Linked DNA regions of Ovis aries: region 2 is linked to region 1. Evidence: chromatin contacts called from public Hi-C data. All regions are on one chromosome and are shown on one strand. Each heading gives the region's core, a stretch centred on a gene start, on an enhancer-like site or on the middle of the called end of the contact. The rest is flanking DNA. Distances are from core to core; before and after follow the strand shown.

Region 1 (2,938 bases), core at 238-2,737:
CCAGTATTCTGGCCTGGAGAATTCCATGGACTGTCCATGGGGTCGCAAAGAGTTGGACACGACTGAATGACTTTTTCACTTTTTCAAGATCTTAGGGAGCTGGTATGAAGATTAACAGGATAATGTGTGTAAAGGAATTATCACAGCATCTGGCATCTAGAATGAATTTCCATAAATGACAACTTTTAATATTCTCTAAAAGCTCATGGGAGATTTGTTGGAACACGGGGACAGTTGAGGTAATAACAATCAGTGTGGTTTCAGTACCCAGAGGTAGTTCTCCAGCCAAAATGCTGGATGTTTAAGCAGGAAAAGATTGTACTTGCCTACTTGAAAGCCCAAACTAGGGACAGGAAGAGAGTTAATTGCTAATGTTGATCATAATCAGAAAGGAGAGAGCAATGGATTTGGAACCAAACACCCTGTGTTTGAGGTCCAGCTTTGGCCGTTAGTAGCTCTGTGACTTTGGGTATAGTTTCTCCAAACCTCAATCTTTCCTCCATCAAATGGGATTAACTCCTACCTGACTGGAGATTTGTGAGATTTCAGTAAGCCTAACTTCACAGATGCTTTGTAAACATTGTATATCCACATGCCAGCCATAGCCTCTCCTTGGCCATTAACTATCCAGGCCTGTCTGAGGTCCAAGTATTTAGGATTTCCCGCACACATTCCTTGACTTACTAGAGAGTTCCATTTCCAAAGGAACAATAAAAGCCTAATTTAAAAGCCAAATGTGAACGGAAGGAGCAGGCAATATCCAAAGCTCAGGTCAGGGGCTAATGCATAGGCTGGCCGTGCAGTTCCATCTCACAGGTGTCTGGAATGCGAGCACATCAGAGATGGGATAAATGCAAAGAGGGGAGTGTAGAGTCGGTGAGTCCTGGCTCCAAGACCGGCTGAAGAATGAACTCCTTCGAGGTGGAGCTTGTGAAAATCGCTGCAGATGGGGCAGAAAGGAGGACGACTTGGCGGTGAGCTGTGTCGAGTGAACACTGCCTGAACCCTAGGAGCGGGACCAGGGTGAGCTCATCACGTCCCTGTTTCAGCTCATTGCTCCAAGTGAACACGAGCCAAAGGCTCTGAGAGCAAGCGTGGTTGAGGGTGTTTGAATCATTCAAACGTCTGTTTCTGGGCTTCTCCTCCAGAGCCGGGGCTGTAGCAGCTCCCTCACCCACACCTGGGCGGCCACGTGGTGACTGACCACCGAGCTCCACACAGGGCCTTCCCGCACGTGTCTGTCAGAGGACTTTTGGTAGCAAGAAAAGATGCTGTGTCAGCTTCCCTGTGGCTTGTGGCCAGTCCAGCTGCACGTGAGCCCTGTGAGGGCAAGGGATCGGCCTTCTCCTCCCTGAGTACCCAGGGCTCCACATACAGAAGGTCCTCAGACAGCACTGGGTGACCAACTTGTCCACAGCCCCCTTCCTCACCCCCAGCCCGGGCCAGCTCACCCCCTTCTCTCAGCACAAGCCTGGCACGAAGTGCACAGTGACTCATGGTTTTATATCCAGCACTGCAGCTGGTCCTTCAGAGTTCCCAGCTACAACACAAGGGAGGTTACAATGGAGTTTATCTGTGATTCATAGTTTTCTTGCCTTAGGAAAGCTGATGCTCTATAACTTTTAAAACTCCCAAGGCTGAATTAAACGAAAATCTCTGAGGGTGGGAGCCAGGCAGCAGAGCCTAGGTCGAGGTCTACTGTAACCCACAACATGGAAGTATGCTCTAAACAGATTCAGTGTAAGGTGCTGACTCTGGGTTTCACTAAAGACTCGGTGCTTGGATGGAGAGCTGTGCTGCGGACATTCACAAATGCACCTCCAGCCGGGTGGGTGCGATGGCTGGGTCTTGGCTCTGCTGGGGTTGTGTGAATGACCAGCCCTGCCTCAGGTTGCTGGACAAGATTCGGGAACATCTTTGTTCCAGGCCTGTCTCTCCAGGGCCAGCTAGTGACCTCAGGCAAATGAGTCTCTCTGTGGGACTCAGTTTCCTCGATTGCAAACCAAGAAGACTTCTCTAATGTCTTACAGCGCCAAAGTTTTATAATTCCAATCCAGACTCTCAGTATAACATTAAGATCTATACCAGAAAACGTCTTAAAATCTTTCCATATGTGGCAAGAATAATTTTTTAGGCTGTGAGATTACTTTAATTCTTAGCTTTCTTTTTTTCCCCTGCCACCTAATTAATTTCATTCAGCAATTGTGCCTGTGATTTGATATGGAAACATTATTTTGTGGTGTGTGCTTATGTGAAATGATTTATCCTAATTTGTGTTTTATTAATCAGAAAATAATTTCTAGGTGAAGATAAAGTGCTTCTGAAAAAAGGAATATTCAATCTTCACCTAATAGAATATTTGAGCAAATCTCTTATATTTCAGGTTTGGATTTTGCCATAGACGCAAAACAGCTGTCTGAGGTCCTATGACATTTTTCTTTAAAAAAGGAATAATGACTTTAAGCAGTATCTGTTTATTAATCAGTCTTTTTGTATGAGCAAGAGGAAATTTTATGTAAGACAAATGGTAAGCTATTCAACATCATAATAGCTATCAATAATTTGTTCTTGAAAGCTTCTCTAAAATTCATTCTGTCTGGGATAATAATAGCCAACATATCATGCTTATAATGTGCCAGGGACTGTTCTAACTGAATGTATTATTAACTCATTAGATCTTTACAACTACCTTTTCTGAAGGGTAATGTATCATCTTCCCTCTTTTCCAGAAGAGGAAACTGGGGTCAAGTAACTTGTCCAAGGCCACACAGCCAGAACAACCAGATCCAGAGTCTGTGCTTTTAATCTCGGCACTGGACTGCCTTGAGAAAGTTCATAAACAACTCTTGCCAGTGACTGCATTCTCATAGCTGAACATTAAGTTTTCCTGCAACTATTCAAATTATTCAAAAAGCCTTCACAATGCCAGGAGTTGTGC
Region 2 (2,938 bases), core at 289-2,788, 190 kb before region 1:
ATTTGGCCACCTGAAGCGAAGAACTGACTCACTGGAAAAGACCCTGATGTTGGGAAAGATGGTTGGATGGCATCACCGACTCAATGGACATGAGTTTGGGTAGACTCCAGGAGTTGGTGATGGACAGGGAGGCCTGGCGGGCTGCCATCCATGGGGTTGCAAAGAGTCAGACACGACTGAGCGAATGAACTGAACTGAGCCAATTATTCAATCATTTGTTCACACAGACATACAACAAATATGTTATCTAAATGAGGGTCTTGTATGTACTGAACTTTGTGCTAAATACGAAAGACAGAAACATGCACAAGCCAAACATGATTCCTGGCCTCTGGATGTTACAGAGCATGGACAACCAAACAGGCAGTTTTAATATAATGAGATGCTTTGTATCAGGAGAAATCAGAGGTGGTAACAAAGAATTTTGACTCCCTAGCCTAGTCAGTGAGGATGGAGAGAAGAAAGTGGACAGAGAATGGCCACATGCTCAATGCTTACTCTGTGCTGTATCGAGTGCCACAAAAAGACCTTCTCCTTCACTTCTCAAAAGAACTCTAGTGTTAAGCGTTCATAACCAAATTTTTTGGCTCCAAAGCTCCAATCGTTCCCTAATGCCATTAAATAAGTCTAACTGGTTATGAAACACACACACACACACACACACACACACACACACACACACACACACACACACACACACACACACACACACACACACACACACACACACACACACACACACACACACACACACACACACACACACACACACACACACACACACACACACACACACACACACCGCCCACCCCTCTACTGAGGCGAGATAAAAGATAGGAAACAACCAGGGCTGAGGTACAGATCCAGCGGAGTCAGAGATGGAAGAGACTCTTCAGGTTAATTCATGCATTTTGGGAAGCGATCAGTAGAGGGCAGCATTGCAAAGCCTATGAATAACCTTTAAGTTAATAGAAAAAAAGTGAGGTAAAACTATAAAAGCTCTTCTTTTTTAAGTACTAAAATGAAGTAAAGAAAATAAATGCAGAGTTTTCTTCTTACTCAAAAACTTGGGGAAAATATTTCTTTGGAGTCTCACAAAACAGATTACTGTAATGTTACTGAAAGATGAATAAGCCTATAAATATAAAAACTCATTTTCTAAATTATCTTTGTTTTAGCAGCTTTTCAGTTTGAAAATAATCACATATCTTTATATTCCTGACTTATTCCAGCAAATTTACATTAATAAAATTAATTGATCAAGCATATAACTATGCTCACATAGGCAGCCTATAATTAGATCATTCAGTCAGGAACTTAAGCTTTGAGAAAGTGTTTTTAGCAAATGGCAGAAGAAAAAAAAGTTCTTCCAAAAGGAATCACTATCTGTGCTCCCTCACCTCCCAGTCACTCCACGATCCAGAGTTTTCTGGGTTCTGGCCCCACGAATTAGTCAGTGGCTGCTCAGTACCAAATCTGAAGGACTCTCTGCGTTCTTTGCTTGTGTACCTCTCCGTGGCAAGTGACACAACTGAATGAGTTTCTTCAGTGAAACTGATTCCCTGCCTCTAGCATAGCCAAGCCACCAGCCTCTTCGACCGTGAACAGTACTCTGTTGTTCCTCTCACTGCTCATTGTTTAAAGTTCACAGTTCCTTGGGGTTCCATCCTCAGCCCTCTTTCTCCTCTCTCACTGGAACTTTTTTCCTTGGAGAATCTTCATTCCACTTCCGAAAACTTCATTCCTTGGCCCAGTTCAGACAACTGTAAACTAGCTGTCTCTACTTGGAGATTCCACAAGCCAACACATCATCACTTTTCACCAAACGCATGATTCTTCCCATACCCTTTAGCCCTTAGTGGGTCTCTTATTGTCTCTCAAGACAGAAACTCTACTTTCCAAATAACTTATCTCTGTCATCACTGTAACCACCTTGGTTTTGATCAGAAATTACTATGTGAAGGGTGTTTTGACAGCACAATGTGGATTCCCTGGGGCGGGGGTGGATGGTGGGAGGAACACAATGCTTTTCCTTTCACTGCAGAACCTGCCCTTCCTTAAGCCTTACACGCTGATACTTCTGTATTCCTCTTATCTGTCTGATCCCTTAAGGAATTTGAGTTTTGGGGTTCAGTTATTTGGACTTACGAAACACTACTTAAGACTGTCTACCTGGGATTCAAGTCCCACATTTTACCTCTCTCCAATTCAGCCTTCACACTGACACTGGGTTGTTTCCTACAAAATGCAAAGTGCAAAATTAACCACTTCAGGGACTCCTACTCTCATTATCTACAGGTTAAGGGACCACATGTGACAAGAAAACGGATAGACACTGGCTTGCAGCCTCCACAACTCAGCTTTCTAGTTTGAGATACTGTTATAGCAAATGAGGAGGAAAGGAGAGGAGAGAGCCAGCTTAAAACTAAATATTAAAAAATAAAATAAAATCATGGCATCTGGCCCCATAACTTCATGGCAAATAGAAGTGGAAAAGGTAGAAGTACTGACAGACTTCCTCTTCTTGGGCTCTGAAATCACTGTGGATGGTGACTGTAACCATGAAATCAGAAGACGAATGCTTCTTGGCAGGAAAGCTATGACAAACCTAGGCAGTGTGTTGAAAAGCGACAAAGGTCCACATAGTTAAGGCTATGGTCTTTCCAGTGGTCATGTATGGTTGTGAGAGCTGGACTGTAAAGAAAGCAGGATGCCTTCGAACTGTGGAAGACTCCTGAAAGTGGGGATAGCAAGGAGATGGAACAAGTCAATCTTAAGGGAAATCAACCCTGAATACTCATTGGAAGGACTGATGCTGAAACTCATCTGAAATTGGATGAAACTCCAGTATTTTGGTCACCTGTTACAAACAGCCAACTCACTGGAAAAGACCCTAATGCTGGGAAAGATTGAGGACAGAAGGAGAAGAGGGCGTCAG

The links. A called contact is a pair of places that touch in the nucleus more often than the background predicts.
Region 2: a Hi-C map of hypothalamus shows a contact between it and region 1, with 3 times the contacts expected there. The contact joins two enhancer-like sites. A contact is called at or near these places in 4 of 16 Hi-C or Micro-C datasets (hypothalamus, skin fibroblasts and tail adipose tissue).

Annotation. Positions count from the first base shown.
Region 1 is chr13:7,242,175-7,245,112 of ARS-UI_Ramb_v3.0, reverse strand. No RefSeq gene overlaps it. Among named protein-coding and RNA genes, the nearest start is that of NDUFAF5, 42 kb to the right of the region's middle. Within about 2 kb of position 1,487, at least 18 of the 54 cell types and tissues checked have an H3K27ac peak or open chromatin away from gene starts, as enhancers often do. A contact at or near this core is called in hypothalamus, where this site is marked.
Region 2 is chr13:7,429,416-7,432,353 of ARS-UI_Ramb_v3.0, reverse strand. All of the region lies in intron 2 of MACROD2 (mono-ADP ribosylhydrolase 2), which reads right to left. Among named protein-coding and RNA genes, the nearest start is that of MACROD2, 51 kb to the right of the region's middle. Within about 2 kb of position 1,538, at least 4 of the 54 cell types and tissues checked have an H3K27ac peak or open chromatin away from gene starts, as enhancers often do. A contact at or near this core is called in hypothalamus, where this site is marked.